Linked DNA regions of Ovis aries: region 2 is linked to region 1. Evidence: chromatin contacts called from public Hi-C data. All regions are on one chromosome and are shown on one strand. Each heading gives the region's core, a stretch centred on a gene start, on an enhancer-like site or on the middle of the called end of the contact. The rest is flanking DNA. Distances are from core to core; before and after follow the strand shown. Region 1 has its middle 23 kb from the start of TMBIM6. Region 2 overlaps FMNL3 (formin like 3).

What was found. A called contact is a pair of places that touch in the nucleus more often than the background predicts.
Region 2: a Hi-C map of liver shows a contact between it and region 1, with 7 times the contacts expected there. The contact joins two enhancer-like sites. A contact is called at or near these places in 9 of 16 Hi-C or Micro-C datasets (blood, liver, mixed tissues and 2 more).

The regions. Positions count from the first base shown.
Region 1 is chr3:136,521,806-136,525,563 of ARS-UI_Ramb_v3.0, forward strand. No RefSeq gene overlaps it. Among named protein-coding and RNA genes, the nearest start is that of TMBIM6, 23 kb to the right of the region's middle. Within about 2 kb of position 1,621, at least 3 of the 54 cell types and tissues checked have an H3K27ac peak or open chromatin away from gene starts, as enhancers often do.
Region 2 is chr3:136,620,976-136,624,733 of ARS-UI_Ramb_v3.0, forward strand. It overlaps FMNL3 (formin like 3), which reads left to right. Exons shown (of 26, transcript XM_004006377.5): 26 at 799-1,718. The coding sequence ends at 887. PRPF40B (pre-mRNA processing factor 40 homolog B) reads right to left here. Exons shown (of 24, transcript XM_060412657.1): 23 at 3,442-3,619; 24 at 2,223-3,329. The coding sequence ends at 3,265. Among named protein-coding and RNA genes, the nearest start is that of PRPF40B, 21 kb to the right of the region's middle. Within about 2 kb of position 2,111, at least 10 of the 54 cell types and tissues checked have an H3K27ac peak or open chromatin away from gene starts, as enhancers often do.

The sequences.
Region 1 (3,758 bases), core at 371-2,870:
CTCGCTCCCTTCTCAAATGCTCTATGTCTCGAAATTCTTTTCCAACCTGCCCTCAGACTGCCGCTCCCGGAATGTTTAAAGGGGCTGGATCCAGGGACATCCCTTGTGGTCCAGTGGTTATGACTCTGCCTTTCTACTGCAGGGGATGTGGGTTCGATCCCTGGTCAGGAAACTAAGATCCCACATGCTGCAGGGTGTGGTCAAAAATTTAAAAAGAAAAAAAAGGTTATGTCCATGGGGAGTTTGCTGATGAAGAGCCATGAGCTCCAGAAGATCCAGTGGAAGGGTTTCAGGAGACAGGAACAAAGCAGGGCATGTGAGGATCAGAATGAGAGCCAAAGGGTCATCTCATGTCAGGGGGAGTGACTATAGAATATGGTGGATGTGTTTATCAAATTACCACAGAGGGACCCTTTTGTCACTGTAACCTTTTATATGTTTTGAATTTCATATCCTGTGAATGGAGAAAGTAGTGACAATGTGGAATGGTCATTGCAGACAGAAGAGAGGAGTGAGGCTAAAGCCAAGTCAAGATTTTTCAAAGGAGACTGGAGCCCAGTGGAGGCTGAGAATCAGAAAAATCCAGTGGCAAAATTGGGGGTTTTGTGTTTTCTGTTTCTTCTCTTAGCAGAGTGCAGACGCCTGGTTCTAGGATGAAAAAGGAAGATTGTGAGCTTAGTGCAAGGATGGGCTTTGTTGAGGTGGCTGGTCAGGTCATCCGCCACAGGCTCCAGCTTGAGCAATAATAATATATAAGAGCAAACACCTCCACAGCATTTACAAAGTGCCAGGCACCGTTGGAAGTGCTCACACATCTTCACCACAACCTTTTAAGGTAGGGGTTTTTCCCCCCATTTTAAAGAGAGAGTAAGGCTCAGAGAGCTTAAGTGAGTTGCCCAAAGTCAAAGCTTGTCTAAGGAAGACCTGTGATTCAAACCCAGGCAGTCCAGCTCCAGAGTCCACACAAACACAAAGAGGTTGATGCCAGGCAAGCACTGAAAGAGCAAAGTGGAATAAGAGTTAAGGGAGGAGTTAAGGGGCAGGACTGGAGTTTCAGTGCATCCAGAGCGGGAGCTGGGATGATGTGAGCGATGGTCTGAGACTGGAAGACTGGATTTCTGTACGGGGTTTTGTACTCTGGGGCTGGCTGCGATGAGCCAGAGGTGAAAGCCTTGGGAGGGTGAAGATCCACGAACCGGGGAGCGGGTGGTTCGGGGAGTAGGTGGTGGAGAACCACTCACAGGAGCACAGTTGAAGACAGATCTCTAATGAGTGCGGCGGATGATTCCCGCCGGAGAGTGAGCCTGCAGAGGAGTCTGGGCCGCGGGCAGCTGAGGCCTAAGGCGGCAGAAGCCACCAGGAGATCGGGTTTCTGTCATTGACTCGTGGAAAAGCTAGCAGGATAGCACTGGGGGCCTTCTCTAAGGCAGAAGCACTCCAGGGAGTTAAGAGCCTCATGTTTAGGTTGGCCTCATCTGTGCTTTGTGTGAGATTCTTCAACTTCAAAAAAATCCTTTCCTACCCAACAGTTGGAAAATACATGGCCACCAGGTGGCGCCCAGGCGGCAGCGCCCATCTGAGAGGTTTGCGGGCCTGAAGGGCCACCGTGTGGCGAGAAGAGGAGATGCAGGGCGCCTCCCTTCATCGATGACCGTACACAAGGAACCTGGTATCTCCTCGCACCTACTGCATGCGTTGCACAAAGTACAGAGAACAGGAATACGTGGACTTGGATGGACATAAACTGTCAGAGTCTGTTTGCCCTGAACCCCCCCCCACCCCCCGCCAAGTCCGCCCCGACCTGGGACTCGTGGTGGGCGTTTTCCCCACAGCCAGTCCCAAGGCAGGCAGCATTGGCCAAGGACAGAAGGGACTCTGGGCTTCATTTGCCTCTCTCTTCTTGCCCCTTCTGAAGTCAGGACACTCAGCTGGGGCCCTTCCTCCCCACGCCATGCCTCCCCTTTCACTCTATTTCTGCATCCACCCGCACTGTCATTCACTCAAGGAACATTCACTGGACCCTTAGTAGGTATGAAGCAATGAGCTAGACCAGCGACCCAGGGATGAACATGGCAAGCCCCAGCCTTCAGGACTCAGTTCTGGTGGGTGATGCCAGTGATGCCAGTCACCAGGTGACGGATCATAGGGGGACGTGGAGAGTGCTATGATGGAGGGTGCCCAGACGCTTAGAGGGGGCTAAAACCCAGTCCTGGGGGTTCAGAGAAGGCTTCCTAGATGAGGTAAGAAAACTAAGGCCTGCAGGGTGGGTGTGATGAATCAGGCAGAATGGATGGGGATGAAAGTTCTAAGCAGAAAAATAGAAATACCAAGGCCTGTCAGTGAAGGATCAAATGGAACATTCTAGCGTAAGTTTGAGTTTACTATGCCTAGAGCACTAAAAGATGAGAGGACAAAGGTAAGCAGGAAGCTCGAATGGATGATGCAAAGTTTGGACTTTATCCTGACAGCAAAAATGAGTCACTGAAAAGTTCAGTGTTCACCATCAGAAGGATTCATCTAGAAACAGTGTGCAGAGTGCACGGGAGAGAACCAAGACTGGGAACTAGGAGGCGGGTAAGGAGGCTGGAGCAATACTCCAGGCGAGATTCAGTAGGGCCTGAACCTAGGCCGCAGGGGTTCGGTTAGAGGGCAGATTAAAAAGATTTCCACAACCTCCTTAAGGTTGCCGGACTTCCGCTGGGGTCACTCAACCTTCATAAAATATTGCCTTTGAGATCCACCTGAGTTGTATGTATCTATGGTTTTTCCTTTTCTTATTTTTTAAATTATGGAAATATGATAACATATTTTTATATTTTATCATATAAAATAATATGATAACATTATTTTACAGGAAATATTACTTTATCTTATCTCCTCACTTGCAGGAGACTTGGAAAATATAGAACAAAGTTACATATAGTTCCACTATATATTACAATTGTTTAAGTAGATAAATTAAGATTTTTAGTTGGAGTATCAAACTCTCAAAAATTAATAAGATGAACATGCAAAGTGAAAGTGTTAGTTGCTCAGTTGTGTCAGACTCTTTCCAACCTCATGTAGCCTGCCAGGCTTCTCTGTCCATGGAATTCTCCAGGCAAGAATACTGGAATGGGTTGCCATTTCCTTCTCCAGGGGATGGTCCCGATCCAGGAATTGAATCCAGGTCTCCTGCATTGCAGGAAGATTCTTTACCATCTGAGCCACCAGGGAAGCCCCTATATAATGAATATACAGAGAAGTAGAAGAATATAGAAGACCTGAATGGCTTTTACTTTTCATTGCAGAGTAGTATTCCGTTGCATGGGTGTACCACTGTTAGTCTGTACAATACATTGCCCTGTTGAAGGGTGTTTGGATTATTTCCAGTTTTTGCTAATTAATAAATAAAGCTTTTCTGAACATTTGTGTATGGAAAGTGGGGAAGGTAATTTGTTTTTGACCACACCACATGGCTTGTATGATCTCAATTCCCTGAGCAGGAATTGAACCCATGCCCACTGCAGTGGACGCTCAGCTTCCTAACCACTGGAAGATAAGCAAAGTCCCTGTGTACAGATTTTTCTGTGAATACAGATTTTAATTTCTCTAGGATTAATACACAGTAGTGTAATTGCTTTAATATATGTTTAAAAAGCCTCTTGATGAAAGTGAAAGAGGAGAGTGAAAAAGTTGGCTTAAACCTCAACATTCAGAAAATGAAGATCATGGCATCCAGTCCCATCACTTCATGGGAAATAGATGGGGAAACAGTG
Region 2 (3,758 bases), core at 861-3,360, 100 kb after region 1:
GGGCCACAGTGCTGAAGAGTGTCCCTTTCACGGCCCGTACTGCCAAGCGGGGCTCACGCTTCTTCTGTGATGCAGCCCACCATGATGAGTCAAACTGTTAACCCCCAAGGCTGGGGCCCTTGACAGGTACTGGGCACCACAGCTGCCCTCTGCATGCCCACCTCCCAGCACTCCTGCTGGGACCCACAGGCACCTCCTCTCCTGCATGATTTGGAACCATCCTCTGGCAGCCTCGTGGTGACAGGGGACACATACTTCTTCCCTTGCATGCCCCGTGCTCTGAGAAGCATGACTGATCCCCTGCATGTACCCTCAGGGAAGTGGTGCTCTCCCACTAATGCTGTCCTGGCTTCTACTAAGACCCAAGGGGTAGGGAGCTGCCCAAATAGGCAGGACCAGGCGCCACCTCTGATTACTGAGGCTGAGCAGCTCCAGTCCTGGGCCTGGGTGTCCGTTGTCCTTGCCTCTTCAAATGAGCTCTGGCAGTGGCTTCTGTCCAGGGACATCAGATGACCCTTGACCTGTTTCCTGATATCCAATCTGCCTGGGGTCTCTTACCAGGTTCTAGCTCTTGCTGAGTCCACCTTGTTTCTGCCATTCCCTAGTGACCTCTAGTACCCCTGCCTGTTGTTCTGAACATGCAGAGTCCACCCTGACTGTTCACTCCAGCCTCTTTTAATCTCACTCATTAGCCTCACGGCTGGCTCTTTGCTAGACTTGCCTGTGGGGCTGGGCCTACAGATGGTGGGCCTGGCCCAGCCTCCCTGCCTGTTCACAGGCCTCTTGTCTTCCCCACAGGCCTCCACCAGCAGCCCCTCGTTGTTCGCCCACCAGCCAGGAGTGCTGCACCGCCTGCTGGCCCCCCTCGGGCTCCAGGCCCCCACTGAGACCCTCCTCAAAGCAGAAGCACTTCAACCCTCGGAGTCCTCCAAGTCCAACCAGTGCACCTGAAGCCCTGGAACTGGCCAAGGGCCCAGCAGAGGGCTATGCTGCTCTCAGTCCATCCCAGCTCTCAAAGCTGGAGCTTGCCTGCCGCCTCTGTGGGCACTGGGTCTTTCAGGGCCTGGCACTTCCAGCACTGCACTTTGCTCCCAAGGTCTTCAACTTCATTTCCTCAAGAGCCAGCTCAGGGCTAGAAAAACCATTTCCAGCTTTAAGCTAGGCCTCAGGCACCTAGGCCCCCCGTCACTAGAGCCAGAGGGAAGAGAAGAGAAAGCAATTATCCCTTCTTTTTTCCCTTTACTTTGTGAGTCCCAGTGGTCAGCTGTGATCTAGGAGTGTCCAAGCTTAGCGAGCCCTGGACCCTGCCAGCCTCAGATCTCCTTCTACTAGGAGCAAGGCTCTCCTAAGCCTGGGCCCGCCCAGCTGTGCCCTAGTGATAAGGGGAGAGGAGCGAATCCACGCTCCCTGCCCGTGGCCCTTTGCAGTCAAGGTTGACTCTCTTTGCTAATGTGAGCAGAGGGGTCATTTCCTCTTCCCCAGCCTGGAGACAGCAAGAGAAAGGAGGTGCCAACAGCATCCTCACTTTTCCCCAGCTAGGTTTTGCTGGCAGGGGGCAGGGTCATGGTGGTCTCAGCTGTTTTCTCCATCCCCTGCCAGTTTCTTCTCAGTACCTGAAGGGAACACAGGGGCCCACTCCTTTTTGTACATGTACCATTTCTTCTTTCTTGTACATAAACCCCAAACCTTCCTTCTCTCAACAAAGGCTTGAAATACCAGGCCTGACTCTGTCTCCTTTTTCTGAGCATAGGGGCTACATTGGCCATTTAGGCTGACCTAAGCCACAGGGGGGCTTCCCTGGTGGTTCAGCGGTAAAGAATCTGCCTGCAATGCAGGAGATGTAGGTTCATTCCCTGGGTGGGGAAGATCCCCTGGAGAAGGGCATGGCAACCCATTCCAGTATTCTTGCCTGGAGAAGCCCATGGACAGAGGACCCTGGCAGGCTGCAGTCCATAGGGTCGCACAGAATTGGACACGACTGATGTGACTAAGCAGCAGCAAGCCACAGAGACAGACAGGAGGCTGGGCCAAGCTGCCACGCTTGGGGGAGGTGACTGCAGAAGCCTGGGCAAGGAGAACCTGTTTAGATGGGCTCCAACCTCACAAAGGGAGGCAGGCCACCCATGAGGCACCAGTGCCCCCTGCTGGCCACGCGTGTACCTGTCTGGTCCCCAACCTGCCCCTGGTACCAAGCCCACGGACAAGACAAAAGAGCCACTGGCCACGTTATAAATATTGTCATTTAAAAAACAAAACCAAAACACACATACAGTGGGCCCCAGGGCTGGAGGAAGGAGTGGTGGAGCCCCAGGGCCTCGGGAGGTGGGAGCAGGCCCTGATGCTAGCGGCTAAGGACCCGGCCCTGCCACCCAGGCTGTGTCTACCAGCCTGCCACTTGTTCTGGGAGCCCCTTCTCACATTTTATCCTCTGGCACCACCCGCCCACATGGCCTTCACCACAATCGCTGGTCTGAGACTGAGGGCAAGGACTGCACTAGTTGTCCGGGAAGTTGAGGGGACCCTTGACCACCACAGGCACCTTGGGAGATGCCAGAAATGGTGGGTTGGGGTTGGGGATACTTGAGAAAAGGTGGACACAGACCCAACTAAGGATGAAGCCTGGGGCAGACAGCGAGGGTGAACTCAGCCACAGCCTCACGCAGACCCGAGGCACGGTGGCATCAGGTCACTGGTGGTCGTCCAGCTGCTGCAAGAGCGTCCGCCGCCGTCTTTCCAGCTCACCCTCGCTCAGCTCGCTTTCTGACGTGTCCCAGCCCGTCTGGTGGAGTAAAGGCACAGCTCACCCACGGCTTCCCCGAGGGCCTGCGCAGAGCGCTGACCAGGTGGGGGCCGGGTGCCTGCCTCTCACCTTCTCCTTTTTGATTCCAAAGGCTGGGGAGCGATTAGGGAGCTCTGCCCGCCGGAGGTCCCTGTCCTTGTCCTGTTCTGGTTCTTTCTCATCACTCTCCTTGGCAGCTTTCTCCTCAGGGTCTGTCTCACTCTCGGGACTGTTCTGTAAGAGCCCAGAGCCCGCCTCCTCAGTTCCTGTGGAGGATGGCCCGGGAGGCGGGTGAAGACATGAAGATATCTCATAAAATAGCAGAGCCTTGGACGCAAGTTCCTTCTCTACGCACCGACTTGTGTCTTCTCTTCTTAGTTTTCTTTTTTGGTTTCTTGGCTTTCCGAAGACCATGATCTGGAGATGGAAAAATCCCCACTAAGTCCCATGGGAAAAGGGAGGCCTCATCCTTTTCTCTGCATTCTTCACAGGCAGGGACCTGTCTGAGGAAGTCTCAGTCCAGTCCTCCTTCCTTCTCTCCGCTTCCCGCCTGGGCAGGGATGGGAAGTTCTTACTCTCTGACAGGTGCAGCCCTGCCCACCACCTCCACCCTTAGGGGTGGGGCTCCCCTAAGGCCTCCCCTCCAGCTCCCAACTACTTACCTGATCCGAGGAGAAGGCGAGAGGAGGGGGAACCCCGTCCTCCAAGGGCAGCACCCCCACTTTCAACAGAATCAAGTGAGGAAGAGGGCTCAGAGCCCGACTCCGAGGGGTTCCGTCGCCTCCGCTTGGGGGGCCGGAGAGAGGGCGGGGGCAGCTCCTCGTCTCCTGACTCAGAGCCCTAGGTAGATGAGCAGATACAAGTCAGCACAAAAGGGCGCTGGGCTCCAGAAGCCCTTGAGTCTGGGAGCTGGGGACAGGAAAATCCAAGACCAAAGGGATCGCCCAGTCTCCCTCCAGGGGAGGTGATATATGGGGAA